2 separate regions of the Danio rerio genome follow, and region 1 is linked to region 2. Evidence: chromatin contacts called from public HiChIP or PLAC-seq data. All regions are on one chromosome and are shown on one strand. The core of a region is the stretch at or near the end of the contact, and the rest is flanking DNA. Distances in the headings are between cores, read along the strand shown.

The links. HiChIP or PLAC-seq counts read pairs in DNA pulled down with a chosen protein or histone mark.
Region 1: an H3K4me3 HiChIP or PLAC-seq map of embryo shows a contact between it and region 2, with 9 times the contacts expected there. The contact joins the promoter of rxfp3.3a1 here to the enhancer-like site in region 2. A contact is called at or near these places in 12 of 18 Hi-C or Micro-C datasets (caudal fin, embryo, fibroblasts and 4 more) and 3 of 4 datasets of contacts at active chromatin or transcription factors (caudal fin, embryo and gastrula embryo).

Annotation. Positions count from the first base shown.
Region 1 is chr7:33,944,200-33,948,110 of GRCz12tu, reverse strand. rxfp3.3a1 (relaxin family peptide receptor 3.3a1) reads left to right here and starts at 1,864. Exons shown (of 1, transcript XM_005168953.6): 1 at 1,864-3,911. The coding sequence starts at 1,988. The coding sequence ends at 3,007. pias1a (protein inhibitor of activated STAT, 1a) reads left to right here. Exons shown (of 15, transcript XR_012383356.1): 15 at 1-660.
Region 2 is chr7:33,858,116-33,862,031 of GRCz12tu, reverse strand. It overlaps uacab (uveal autoantigen with coiled-coil domains and ankyrin repeats b), which reads left to right. Exons shown (of 19, transcript XM_005168952.6): 16 at 1-1,406; 17 at 1,520-1,672; 18 at 3,416-3,481; 19 at 3,766-3,916. The coding sequence ends at 3,837. Among named protein-coding and RNA genes, the nearest start is that of uacab, 70 kb to the left of the region's middle. Within about 2 kb of position 1,626, at least 3 of the 62 cell types and tissues checked have an H3K27ac peak or open chromatin away from gene starts, as enhancers often do.

The sequences.
Region 1 (3,911 bases), core at 615-3,114, 86 kb before region 2:
ACAAAATCATTGTTACCAAATCAACTACTTGTTAGATCTCTAGCAGTGTTAATAATTCCCTCTTTTCAACAAGTAAACCTTTAGGTTTGGTTCAATGTTTTTGTCTTATATGTGTTTGACAAGCTTTGTTATTTAAGTAAGGTTCAATGACAAACAGGAAACAGGTTTTCGTTCATTTGCTCATTTCAGACATGACTGATAAAGGGATATGCTGTGTGTGTGTGTGTATGTGTGAAAGAGCGTGTGCATGGTTTTGTTCCTGACCACATTGTGCAAACTTGGTTGTTCCAGTGATGTGCATTCATGTGTTAAAGTCGCAACTTCACAACAAACTAATTTATATATTTTTAGATGCAGAACTGTGCTATGAGTGGACTCGGTGTCAAAGTCCAGCTTTTATTTTGTTTTCCATTTCAGTAAGCTGACATCTATGCTCACTGCCTTAAACTTCATCCACTCTGTGTCTGTGGCATGTTTTAAGAAAAGGAAAAAAAAAGATTTTTAAGATGTGGAAGACATATTGTACAGTAGACCAATGTCAGTTTGTATAAAGTACTAAGTGAAAAAAAATATTTATTACATGCATTGAAAGAAATTGTTTACTTATTGAATGTTACATGTTTATGTAGAGACATTTAGATGTAATAAAATGCATTGAGTTAACCTTTTTGGCTCTTGATGTTTGAGATATTAAACATTTCTCTCCTTTATGAAAAGCTCGGCTACTTTAACTTGCTGACTGGGAAGTAAGTGCTGTAAGACAGTCAGACACGAGGCGTTTGAGCTGAATGGCGTTCTGCTCTGCGATAAAGGTCAGACGAGCCTGAATCAATCTGTGGAAAAGGTGAAGATTCTAAATTGAGAACTAACCTGGTGCCTGTTCATATTTCAGCAGCAACTGTATCTGGGGCAACAAACGCTAACCCATTTTCAACTCTCACAGGGAGAGTTTAGATTATTTCTAACACCTCTTTATTGTATATATGCATTTAAAAGCTCTTTTCTATCTTCTAGATTGCCTTTTATGAATGATAGAAGCCACATACAACCATCCAACTCTCATAACCTCTCAAATGTAGAGTAGATAGGGGTGGCTCTGAATGTATTCAGATTTCTAATGCCTTTAAAATAAATCCTACTGTAAAGCGCAGGGATTTCTATCCTGCCGTTCTTTTGTGTAGTGATGCTCAAGGCTTTATCCCTGAGCATCAAGCTGTATTAATGTTGGTACTTAGGCTGCATATTTACATGTGAACAGCAGATGGCAGTGAATACTTACCCAGAGATCCACCTGCTTTACTGCAATGTAACATGTTTAAAGTATATAGCCTTATTTAAGCAAAATACCTGCAATAATGACTTTTTTATTGATATTTCTATTTAATCATGATTAATAAGTTATTTAAAGCCTGTAGATTCACAAACATGTGCAAAAAAATGTAAACCATGATTTAAGAATGGCATGCAGGATAGGAACTATGAGCTAATAATAAATAAAAAAATTACATTAGTCTTGTTTACCTTAATATTAGTTATTGTACATGTTTCCATTTATGTCTCCCTTCCGAAAATGATACATGGATTTATTATAGCAAAAGTGTATCTAATAAGCATGTTTTGTTGTTGTTCTTTATTATATTAACTGCAGTTTCTGTTTCCACAAATTAATCAAGAATAATGCAAAAAAAAAAACATGGTTAATTTTCATAAGAGAATGTTTTTTATATTGTTACGACGTGCATAAAAAAATTGAAAGGTGTTTGTATCAGCCTGCGTTTATTCAGTGACGAATCGCTGATCTCGGTGGGCGGAGACATTTGAAAAGCGCCCGACATAAATTGTAGAGCGCGCCGCATTCTGCTCAATACTATCAACACCATGTACTTGACTGTGGCCATAAAGGGTGAGTACGGCCAAAAACTACACGCACAAATTAATTGAATCAACAACAGTTTGGTAGAATGAATATTTAAGTGCGCGTAAAGACATGGGAAACACCGAAGTTGTGAAGTCGCTGGATATGATGGGAGACAGTAATCAGAGCGGTGTAATAAACAGATCAATCAGTGACCGCGAGCGCTTCAAAAGTCTGGAGGACATCGACGTGTCCGCCGACGGGAGTCCGGTGTTGAGGTGCTTGATCTCCATCACCTACTCTGTGGTGTGCGTCGTGGGTCTGGTTGGAAATCTGTTGGTGTTCTTCTTCATTCGCGTCAGGCAAGAAAGACGCATATCCAAGATAAACTTCTTCATCCTCAACTTGGCGGTGACGGATTTCCAGTTTGTGTTGACTTTGCCTTTCTGGGCAGTGGACACGGCGCTGGACTTCAGCTGGCCGTTTGGAGACGCCATGTGCAAGATAATCCTGTCGGTGACCGTGATGAACATGTACGCGAGCGTCTTCTTCCTGACGGCGATGAGTATTACGCGCTACTGGTCAGTGGCTTCGGCTCTGAAGGACCGCAGCAGGCAGACCGGCTGCTCGATACGGTGGGTCAGTGTGATCCTCTGGGCTCTGGCCACCGTGGCCACCGCGCCAACATCCATTTTCTCCACAGTCACTAACGTGGCCGGTGAAAAACTTTGTTTACTGCGCTTTCCTGACGGACAGTACTGGCTGGCGATCTATCATGTCCAGAAAATCCTCATCGCGTTTGTTTTGCCCATGGCGATCGTGTCTGTCAGTTACCTGCTGCTGCTGAGGCTCATCCGGCAGCGGAGCATGAAGAACAGCTCGAAACGGCGCACGCAAGTCACCAAATCCGTCACCATAGTGGTCCTGTCCTTCTTCCTCTGCTGGATGCCCAATCATGCCATCACATTTTGGGGCGTGCTGGTGAAATTCAACGCGGTGTACTGGGATAAGTCGTACTATATCGTTCATACCTACGTGTTCCCGGTGACCGTGTGCCTTGCGCACGCAAACAGCTGTTTGAACCCACTTATCTACTGTCTGATGCGCAAAGAGTTCAGGAAAAAAATTAAGAACCTTTTTATTCGAGTCTGAGAAACGTGTTTCTCGTCCTGTGGAACCCGTGTTCTTTCCTGTTCAATGGGTTATTTTACTCAGAATGTTATTTACTTCTCCTCAAGCTTTATTTCTTCATTTGAGCCCTGAAGATGTGTTTACATATTTGTGGAAATCATGGGTTCATGGTGAACTGCACTTTAACAATATACACTTGGTGTATATCAGTTGTATGTGTGATTGTTTTGGTACAGTGTACAGTTCTTGTGGAACAGTTTTTGTAAAACATTCAAACAGAAAAATTGCTAATATAAAATAGTATCTTTTGCGTGAAAAGTGCAGCTAAATTAAATTCAGCGGCATTACATTTTTTATTTTCTGTGAACAAAACTGATATGCTTATCATTCCTCTTGCGGGAAAGTTGTAAACCTAATACAGTATTGTACACTTGATCCCAATTTCTGGGACAATTGTGTGTATCTTGATGTTTGGGGGTGTTAAATTAAATTAAAACCTGATTTTAATAAACACACAGATACTGTTTAAGAAGCCAGAAACTGTGTTTTTGTAGGATGGATTTGAACAGCAAGTAGGGTACATACCTTCTTAAAAAATATAATTAAATGAACTTCTTCCGTCAGTCAAATTTCATTGTGAATATTTTGGCGTCTGCTGCTGGGAAATACATGGATTTTTGAAAATCTGACACTTGTATTGAAAACAGTATACATCATTTTCAAGGCCATGGTGTTCATAAATGTCAGATGAAGGCAAGATGAATTTTTTGGCGATAAAGTTTGATATCAGCAGGTTCATTATCTTGCAGACTAAATTCAGTAGAAAAGCTAATATGCTGTTTGGTGGCAAGGCTAATTATGACAAGTCTGAGAAAACTTTGTTTAGTTTTATAATATACAGTTGAAGTCAGAATTATTAGCCCCC
Region 2 (3,916 bases), core at 377-2,876:
TGAAGCAGAGCTTTGACACAAAGTTTGTCACAAAGGAGGAGTATGAGAGAATGCAGATAGAGCTGGAGGAGGCTTTGGAGAAAGCTAAGATTGAAATCGCAAAGTTGGAAGAGGATTGTAGAGTTCGAGGCGAGGAGTTACAGCAGGCAAAAGAAGGAAATGCAACGTTGAAAGAAGAGTTTGAGAAAGTGCAGGCCAAGTTAGACAATGAATATGTCAGTCTTGTGGAACATGAGATGTTGAAAAGCACAATGAGCACAGCTTTATCAGAAGCAGAGGAAAGAGCTCATGATGCCTACTCAAAGTATCAGTCTGCTCAAGAGAGTGAATCAAAGCTCCACAAGGAAATCGAAGCACAGAAGAAAGAGCTGGACACTATTCAAGAAGCACTGCAGTTGAAGTTTGTGCCAGTGACCACTCTGGAAGAAAAAGAAATGGAGTTCAACACCACTTTAAAGAATTTGGAAGATAAACTCACCAATGTTCAGGAGATGTACAATAACGAAAAGACTGTAGGGAAAAGCCAAAGGCAAGTGAATGAAAAAATGAAAGACGAAATCGAGTCATTGCAGCAGAAACTTCATACAGGGCTTGTGTCTGGCGAGAAGCACAAAGAAGTGGAGGATCACTACAAGGGTCAGGTGGAAGAGCTGAGTCTGAAGTTGGTGGAGTTGGAGCAGCAGTATAAAGAGGTTACAATTCAGAGGGCTGAACTGGAGGAGCAAAATGCATTGTGCAATTCTGAGATACAGAGTCTTCAGCAGAAACTCAATAGTGAGTTCATCCACCTTGAGCAGTTTCAGGCCATGCAGAGTTCTCTGAATGGAAGGCTGCAGGACGCCCAAAAGGAGTGCAAGAGCTTAAGTGAAGCTCACAGACTGGAGGTCCAGCGTGTTCATGAAATCGAGAAACAACTTCAGAGTCAGAGCTGTGAAGAGGCCCAGTTTAGCCAGGTTAAAGACGCTCTAGAGCGTGAGGTCAACGAGCTCCGCTTGGCCCTGCGGGAGGAGGAAGAAACCAGTGCGCAGAGGGCTGAAGATGTTTCCACTCTGCAGACTGAGCTCCTCAGAGCCACACACGCTCTGGACGACCTCCGTAGTCATGAAGAACAGGTGACAGAGCTGAAAGCTGAAAAGCACAAGCTGGAGGAGAAGGTACGCGAACTTGGGGATCGGCTGTCGGGTCTGGATGAGCAGTATGAGGATCTGTACAGGGAAACAGCCCAGGCTAGAGAGGGTGAAAAGAGGGCGATAGCAGAAACCGAGGCCCTGCAAGTCAAGAGCGCCTCCATTGAGAAGGAGATCCGAGATCTGAAAGAGAGATATGAGGAATCCCTCAGCACCATTGGAGAACTGCAGAAGAGGATTCAGGCGTCCTCTGAGCAGACTGAGGTTAAAGACAAAAGGGTGAGATTTTTATTTTATTTTTTAAAATTTATTCTAATTTATTATGTGGAAGAGCCTTTTCTGTAAGTGGCTGATATTTTGTCCGATTATAAGCAAGGTGTTCTCTGTTTCAGATCACAGAGCTGTTGGCAGATGTTGAAAGGCTGAAACAGGCTCTGAATGGCTTATCCCAGCTGGCTTATTCTGGCAATACGCCCAACAAGAGACAGACTCAACACATTGACACTCTCCAAGCCCAGGTCAAGAGCCTCCAGCAGCAGCTGGCTGTGAGTAGCTCTGTGCACATACACATGCCGGTGGATTTGCTCGTAATTGCCCACAAATATGACATGCCATCACCTTGGACTTAAAAAATATACTCCCTTACTGACTGACTTGCATTCATAATGGATTCTAGAGCCTTATGTACAGTGCTCAGCATAATTGAGTAGACCCCATTTTAAAAATGAATATTTTTATCCATTTCTCAGTGAACATAGGCAATGTATTTTTATACATTTAAACAAAACCGATTTATTAAGCATATAAATTTAATAAAATAATATTTTAGTCACCAATTGAAAGAAAACAATGCAATTAAATTCAAGCTAAATATTGCAAAACTAAAATATTACAACCTACAATTTTTCCATTTTTTTTTTGCTTCTCTTAATTTTTCCTCTTTTTTTTATTTGTGTTTAATATTTTTCTATAACATATAAATTTGGGTGTAATAGTTTTTGCATTGTTATTGTAAGTTAGTTTGTTAGATAACCCAAATGTAACCTTATTGTGCAATAAATGTAAAAACTTTGAAGGTACATTGACTCACTCATTCTGGTCTTGCCATAAATTCATCTGTCACCAGAGCATAAATTGGCCATTTTTGGAGACACCTCAGAAATAGGAGATACATTTATGTGGAAGAAATGCGATATGGGATGACAAACAAACAAAACCTTTTTTTTTTTTTTTTTAAATCTGGAATTCAATTCTGTTTTATGTCATTGATGCTGACTTGTAACTCATTATAGGTGGGATTGGTTTGGCATATGTCAAGTTGTGAAGCCTACACATTTCTCTGAAAAATATTTAATTTTTATATATTTATATTTTTGTTTCATTTATGTTATTGTTTTTTTTTCTTATGCTAAAAACAATAAAAAGATATAATAAAAATATATTATTTTGTTAGATAAGCTCTAGATTTGACTTCAGTACTGACTAATCTGATGTATATGCACAAATATAATATTGTATAGAGCTTCCTATTAACAATAAGAAATTTAAATATAGATTTGTGAGGAGTGTACTTGTACTGTATATGCTGAGCACTGTACTGTAAATAACCAAAAAGTAGAAGCAAGGAACTGGGGCTGATAGAATGGCAGCAGGGACTGATTTTTTTCTCAGGTTGCCATCTCAGCAGCCGCAGGATTATACAATTATATATACTTATCTAAAATTTGGTGATCTTTGTATAATGACTATATACTTTATATTTAAACGATACGTAATTCAAATTTTTAAATATAATGTGAAAGTAAAGTTTAGAATAACATCTGTTTTTATACATTTTAAAATGTATATTTTTGATTGTAGCTGAATTTACAGAGGCAATTTTTTTTTATATCAAGTTTTCAAGTTGATCAAGTTTTTAATTCAAGTTTTTGAATGGTAGCATAAAAAAAAATGTGCAGTCTCGATTTAATCCTGTGCATTGTCACCAGTTGCTTGTCTCTTTTGACCTTCCCATAAAACAAAACAACAACTGAACAACAAATGTACTGTAAATTTATATACAACATTATAAATTAAGTTTAGGTGTGAATGTAAAAAGTAGTAGAATAGAATGTGTGGGTTAAGAAGAAAACCTTCTACCTCCCTATTTTAAATTGTGTGCGTGTATTCAAGTAAACGGCTTGAAATGTTGTTGCTGAGAAGTGTATTGTGTTAAACAGATTAACCATCTAACCTTGCAAGACCTTATAATACACTACCTGACGTGTCTTGTTTTTTCATCTAAACAGGACGCTGAGAGGCAACATAGAGAAGTGGTTTCAATTTATCGAACTCATCTTCTCAGTGCAGCACAGGTAATTGTGTTTGAGTGTGCGTCAAGTGTGAAGAATTCTTTTCTTTTCCAGAAGATATTCCTTTTATGTTGCTGTTTTATGTTGCTGCATGTTGCTGCTTTTCAAGGCCATTTATTAAAAGGGTTATAATGGTGTATGATCTTTTTCAACTGTAGATGAAATCGCTAAATGCAAGAAAATACGGTTATAGTATTAGATTGTGACAGTGTTCAATTCATAGCATGTAATTGTATAGAAGATTGTGTAAGATACTGATTGAATGCAGCTCTCTTGTTTTCTTTAAGGGTCACATGGATGAAGACGTCCAAGCTGCCTTATTGCAGATCATTCGAATGAGACAAGGTTTTGTGTGTTGAAGTCAACACACTGAGACTACACTGACTCCAATTCATCATTCACACAGTAACCTCCCATTCAGCTCAGTGCAGTTTGATA